Regions from separate parts of the Oncorhynchus kisutch genome. Here region 2 is linked to region 1. Evidence: chromatin contacts called from public Hi-C data. All regions are on one chromosome and are shown on one strand. The core of a region is the stretch at or near the end of the contact, and the rest is flanking DNA. Distances in the headings are between cores, read along the strand shown. Region 1 holds the start of cpt2 (carnitine palmitoyltransferase 2). Region 2 holds the start of gpx7 (glutathione peroxidase 7).

Evidence for each region. A called contact is a pair of places that touch in the nucleus more often than the background predicts.
Region 2: a Hi-C map of liver shows a contact between it and region 1, with 6 times the contacts expected there. The contact joins the promoter of gpx7 here to the promoter of cpt2 in region 1. A contact is called at or near these places in 2 of 2 Hi-C or Micro-C datasets (liver and muscle).

Annotation. Positions count from the first base shown.
Region 1 is chrLG13:16,409,642-16,412,600 of Okis_V2, forward strand. It overlaps cpt2 (carnitine palmitoyltransferase 2), which reads right to left and starts at 1,622. Exons shown (of 9, transcript XM_031785693.1): 1 at 1,416-1,622; 2 at 1,177-1,311; 3 at 768-848; 4 at 568-674. The coding sequence starts at 1,202. It overlaps LOC109902810 (non-specific lipid-transfer protein-like), which reads left to right and starts at 1,620. Exons shown (of 5, transcript XM_020499462.2): 1 at 1,620-1,711. The coding sequence starts at 1,668.
Region 2 is chrLG13:16,690,208-16,693,303 of Okis_V2, forward strand. gpx7 (glutathione peroxidase 7) reads right to left here and starts at 1,494. Exons shown (of 3, transcript XM_020497617.2): 1 at 1,271-1,494. The coding sequence starts at 1,399.

The DNA.
Region 1 (2,959 bases), core at 372-2,871:
AGTAAGTCTAAATATACTTAAGTCTCGAATGTAAATGTAATTGCAAAAATATACTTATGTATCAAAAGTAAAAGTATAAATAATTTCAAATTACTTATATTAAGCAAACCAGACGGCACAGTTTAATTATATTTAAAAAAAATGGATATCCAGGGGCACAGAAACACACAATTTACAAATAAAGCATTTATGTTTAGTGAGTCTGCCAGATCAGAGGCAGTAGGGTAGACCAGGGATGTTCTCTTGATAAGGGCGTGAATTTGACAATTTTCCCGTAGAGTACTTTAGGGTGTCAGGGAAAATACATGGAGTAAAAAGTACATTATTTTCTTTAGGAATGGTGTGAAGTAAAAGTTATCAAAAATATAAATAGCAGATACCCTCCAAAAACGACTTAAGTAGTACTTGAAAGTATTTTTACTTCAGTAGTTTACACAACTGGTATTTTGGCGCATGTGACAAATACAATTTGATTAGAAAATACAGGGTTCTATGTACGAACAATGGTTATTTCAAAGTTACATAGGTTAATATTGTGAGGTTTCTGTTAAAATGGGAAAATCATACCCGATATGTAACTGGTGTGCTTGTTCTGCTTGTCTTGCGCTACCAGCTCCTCATGAATTTGTTTCCCCACTCCATTCTCAAAGTCACGGGCCAGTTTCTCTGTGGTACTGAAAACATATTGAATGTGTGGGTGACAAATCATTTACAAGGCACCACCTCAAGTGTTAAGTGTGAGTAACTGGAAGGTGACTGGTGCTTACCTGAACTGGTCGTCATCTAGAAGAGGCCGCTGAGCAGCCAGATACCTTTTGATTGTATCCTCCAGTTTTGGAACTGGTAGCCTGTAGAATTTTGCATTGTTATTGTATCTGAAATAAATGCGTAACTACGGCAGTGCATGGTACATATTTACAAACAGCTCCCTCCAGTGGCTATCCTGTATCTCATTCGGATCTATATGCACTTTCACCTACATTCCCTTTCGTGCCATGAACAGTCACCTACTTACAGATTTAGAACTGGTTTTTAGCAAACTTGATATATTTCAGGGAAAATATATTATTGTCTAAGGTGTGATACTAACAACGATTGACAAGGCATTAGGAGGAGTTATGAAGTAACTAAATAACCAAAACATGCTATAAATGAAATTCACATTTGTTTACATACCTGGGTAAACTCTTCTGGTAGTGCATTGTAGGCACGATGCTTTTATGCAGGTACTCTCTATCTTCGCTGCTGTAGCTTCGTTTGTTTGTCAGTGCTGTAGACGTGCTTCTCAGAGGCTTCAGATTCCCAGGTTTTCTGAGTGTGGCACAAAACTGCATGGTGAGCAAATTCGCCATGTCTACTAGTAAAATAATTTCCTATTCTCACAGAAAGGGAAGGATCGGATAGAGAGAACTTGCAGTGCTAAGTGCTGTATAATTTCCTTGATTACAAGCGTAATCAATCAATGAATGAGTTAGCTCTCCCGACTGCCCAGTAGATACGTCCTTCTTCTAAAGCTTCCCCTCTTGCTGCCTAGTAGGATGACAATAGAGACAGACAGAAATACATTGACAAGAATTTGTAACAGCGGAAGGAGGAAGTGTTTTACAGGATATTGACACCTTGTGGTACGTCAGCGGGGGAACATTACCCACTATAGTTTGTTTCCTATGGCGCACTGCAGACCTCTGTTTACATTTACTGTACAGACAAAGTAAGTTTCGTATACATGATTAATCTCACACACAACATAATGATAAATAGTGTACATGTTTGCTACTCAAGGTGATGTTTTCCTCATAATAATATGTTTTTATTTTTAAAATTCGGGGTTATTGTAGATCTTTGCCTGACCACAATGTGACAAATAGAAAGGGTTCAAGCAAATGTTTTTTATGACTATTTTCTGAAACGAAAATAGACAAAAGTTCAGTTTTAGTACAATATTTATACTATACCAGCAGAGGGCAGCATACGCTTGATCGTTGAATAGTTTGGTTTGGCCACAGCAAGCGTTCGCTCAATGCTGTGCTGCTGTGCTCCCCCTATCTAAAACAACAGACTATCACTCGCAGCAGTAAGCAGTCGGCAGTAGCAAAACATTGTCTGGCTTACCTCGGCGTGGAAAACTGTTAGCCTATCATTTCTGTTGGGCGAGAGAGTAATCAAGCCAGCTTGAGTTTGACGCTCTGCCTTAAATCCCACCTGCCCCCAGCAGCAGCCAATGCATCCATCAATTTCGCCTCCCTGGATCCATCCCTCACCCTAGCTCCCTGCCCTAAGAGTGTGACTGTTCATAGCCCCCATTAGACTGATGCGATTTTCTGCTGTTATGTTTGCCTCCATTCTGCAGATTACAAACGGGTCGACCCGGCCTGGCCTGTGCATAAACAGCAGTCATTTGCTAACACCCCTGCCCCCACGTCCTCTCACATAGCCTCTCGATCCCAACACTCTTAGAAAAAAGGTGCTCTGCAGAAATATATAGAGTTCTTTAGTTTATTCCCACAGGATTCCTATTTGATTCAGCCATGCCTCATTGCCCTTCCAACATTTCCTAATCTTCCACCCCTTCTAATGCGACTAACCCCGATGTCTTTTTCCCCTGCCCCGCTACAACATTTCTCCCTATAGGCAGTCAACTGAGTCTGAAGTGCTAAAGGATCTCTTTAAATTTGACCCCCAAAAACCATCTGGCGACTCCGGGATGCTGGCCTTCTAGGCAGAGTTGCAATGAAAAAGCCATATCTCAGACTGGCCAATAAGAAGAAAGGATTAAGATGGGCAAAAGAACACAGACACTGCTCTGAGAGGAACACTGCCTAGAAGGCCAGCATCTCAGTCGCCTCTTCACTGTTGACGTTGAGACTGGTGTTTTGCGGGTACTATTTAATGAAGCTGCCAGTTGAGGACTTGTGAGCTGTCTGTTTCTCAAACTAGACACTCGAATGTACTTGTCCTC
Region 2 (3,096 bases), core at 244-2,743, 280 kb after region 1:
CATTTCATTTAAGTTATGTTGAACCAACGTGGAATAGATGTTGAAGTAATGTCTGTGCCCTGTCCTATGTTCTCTTATGTGAATGTGTGACTCATCGGAGACGGCAGCAAAAAAAGTGTTTTGTGAGGCATGTTTATGGCCAACTTTATATTTCTGTATTTTTCTATACATCTCCCTTCCTCTTCAAGGTCTATAATTGTATCCATCAAAATGAAAAGTTGCTATTCCATTTCCAAAGTTTGACATTTTACACTACTCCAGAACTACTTACTACGTCAGTGCATACATTTTCATACTGGTCCCCCATGGGAATCAAACCCACAACTCTGGCATTGCATGCTCTACCAACTGAGCTACACAGGACTGTTTCATTATTTCTTTTTTAATTGAGCTTCTATGATTTTATAAATCCCTTTTGTAAAATTGTACAAAGCGCTAGAATAATACTGCACAATAATAAACTCTAAAAGGATAAATAAATAAATGTTTCGCAATAAATCCCTCATGAATGCTCCATTTAGCAGACTTTCACTTTTAATTGTGCATTGTGTTTTCGTTTATTAATAGGTTACTTGGACTTCTTAGGTCAAAAAGTGTTTGCATCAGTATCCCTGGCTGTGCACCCGGCCTTTAAATAAATGGAGCTCGGAGGTAAACACTGCGAGAGAAAAAAGGTTTTACCTGTAGTGCTCATATGGTATTGCTGTCCTCTAGTGTCAATACGACGGAACTACACGTGATAAGGATAGAAAATGGGCAGATTTGGGAACGCCTTTCTACTGTATCACTTTAAATTCTGTTCAGATTATGCAGCATGCAGACGGTCTATAAAATGTGTCCTGTGAAGTTTTAAATATGTATTAAATGGCCCACCTTTATGTTTTAAAAATATTAAATTATCACTGACTACAGAAGGGATTATAGGGTTTATGAAATAACTGCATGCAGGTTACATTATAGTCAGTAATACACAACCAGACATAACAGTTGGATCAAACTAAGGCTAGCTATTGGCCTATAAATCAATGTAGTATTCTAAGCAACGTTGGAGTCCAGCAGCAGTTGCCACGTATACAGATGATAGACACAAAGAATTTGGTCTTAAACTTAGCATTTTATTCATAAGAGTAAGATGCTATTGTTATAAAACGTGCATAGATCATACATGCCTTGTGAAAGGAAAATCCGCAGCATGCATTCACCGGTAAACAAATGGCACTTTTGCATAGGCTACCGTGCAAAAGTTGGTCGGCTCGAGTTTCAAACTTACCGAACCCCTGTATTTTTCCAAAGAGACTAATCTCCCTCTGCTATTAACAACTTTGAAAGTGTACAAATCTTTCTGTTTGGCCTCATTTAGACTGAATAAGATCAATAGCAATGTGAGGACGGAAAGCATGTCTTCTTATTTATCAATGTACAACGTAAGCAATTTACTGTAGAAGCTTCTGTGCACTGAACTTCTTCTTCTTCTGCTTCTTCTTCTTCTTATTCAAGGATTTCTGGCAGACTACATATTTTGGTGAATTGCCGCCACCTACTGTACCGGGTTTAGTGATGGGCATTCCGGTTCTTTTCAGTAAGCTCTTTTAGCTCCAAAACGGCTCTTTAACAAAAAAAATGTTTTGTATTTAAGTCAAACAGTTGCGATAGTTTGATTATGATTGGTGTTAAAACTATTCTAATTAAATTATTAAATCAAATCATACTCTACATTAACTCACAATGTATTTAAAAATGCATTAGTTTGTTATGAAAAATAATGCTATTAAACATTTGCATTTAAAGTATAACTTGTAATGTATATAAACAAAGTGCATATAAATCTAACCGTTCAAAACGAATACAATCTGAAGAGCATAATAGAATATTGCACTATATCAAAGACAAATAAATAACAATTTGCAAAACTGCAGCATCCCACTTAAAACATTAAACTGGTCCCTCTTTTCTCTCTCTTCTTTATTGCCATGTTATAACCAGCAGCACACAGCACTGCTGACCAATGCTGCTTTTATGAGAGATTTGCATTCAGAAATGCAAGCTGCCTCACTTTCGAGGGGCTGATGCAGTTTCTTCTCTCAGTAATTATTTGTCCCGTTTTCAAGAAGACCCTCTCACAGGGAACGGATGTGGCCACTATGCAGAGTCTCCCTGTCAAGACTTTAGTAAGCCGTGGGTAGACAGAGGCCTTGTTCTTCCACCAGCTCAGAGGATCTGCAGATCTTTGGAGGAGTTGCTCCTCCAAATAGGATTTGGCCTCCCTTATGGCATCTGCTGAGGGATTCCTTCGTGCTGCATCCCCAGTTGCTTTCTTGTCAAACAGCATTCAAACAACAGTTGTTTGTGGCACTACTGCTGGTGCTTCTGCTCCATCTGATCCCTCTTCTTCCTGTTGCCCTGGTGCCTGAGCCAGCTGACTGCTGGGGCTGTTCCTCCCTGCAGTTGAGGTTATTCTTAGAAGAGCCTCATCAATCCCTCTGGCATCACTGAAGGCTAACTTCTTAAACCTGAGGTCAAGTGCAGCAGTTTCTGATAGCACGTGATTATATTCCATTCTGTCCATTTATGAACATAGGGTGTCCATCAACTCTGTCACATGTCCTGTGGTTACATTTGCTTCTCTCTGGCGGCTGGCTGTGATTCGCTGCAGACCCTTACACAGGAGTATCATTTTTGAGGCTGTCACATAGCTGAAAAGAGAGAACAGTAACTTATTAGTTCAGGTTCATGTTTTGTCTACTGATACTACATTTTCAATATATATGACCAAATTATGAAAGACAAGCATTGTAATTTTGAATTACGTAAAGTAAGTGTGGAAGAGGTGAAAGAATGATTGTCTATCAACAATGACAAGCCACCGAGGTCTGACAACTTGGATGGAAAATTACTGAGGATAATAGTGGAAGATATTGCCACTCAACCAGTGCCTTCGGAAAGTATTCAGACCCCTTGACTTTTTCCAATTTTGCCAAGGGTGGTATGCCAGAAGCATACCACCCTGCATACCACTGCTGGCTTGCTTCTGAAGCTAAGCAGGGTTTGTCCTGGTCAGTTCCTGGATGGGAGACCAGATGCTGCTGGAAGTGGTGT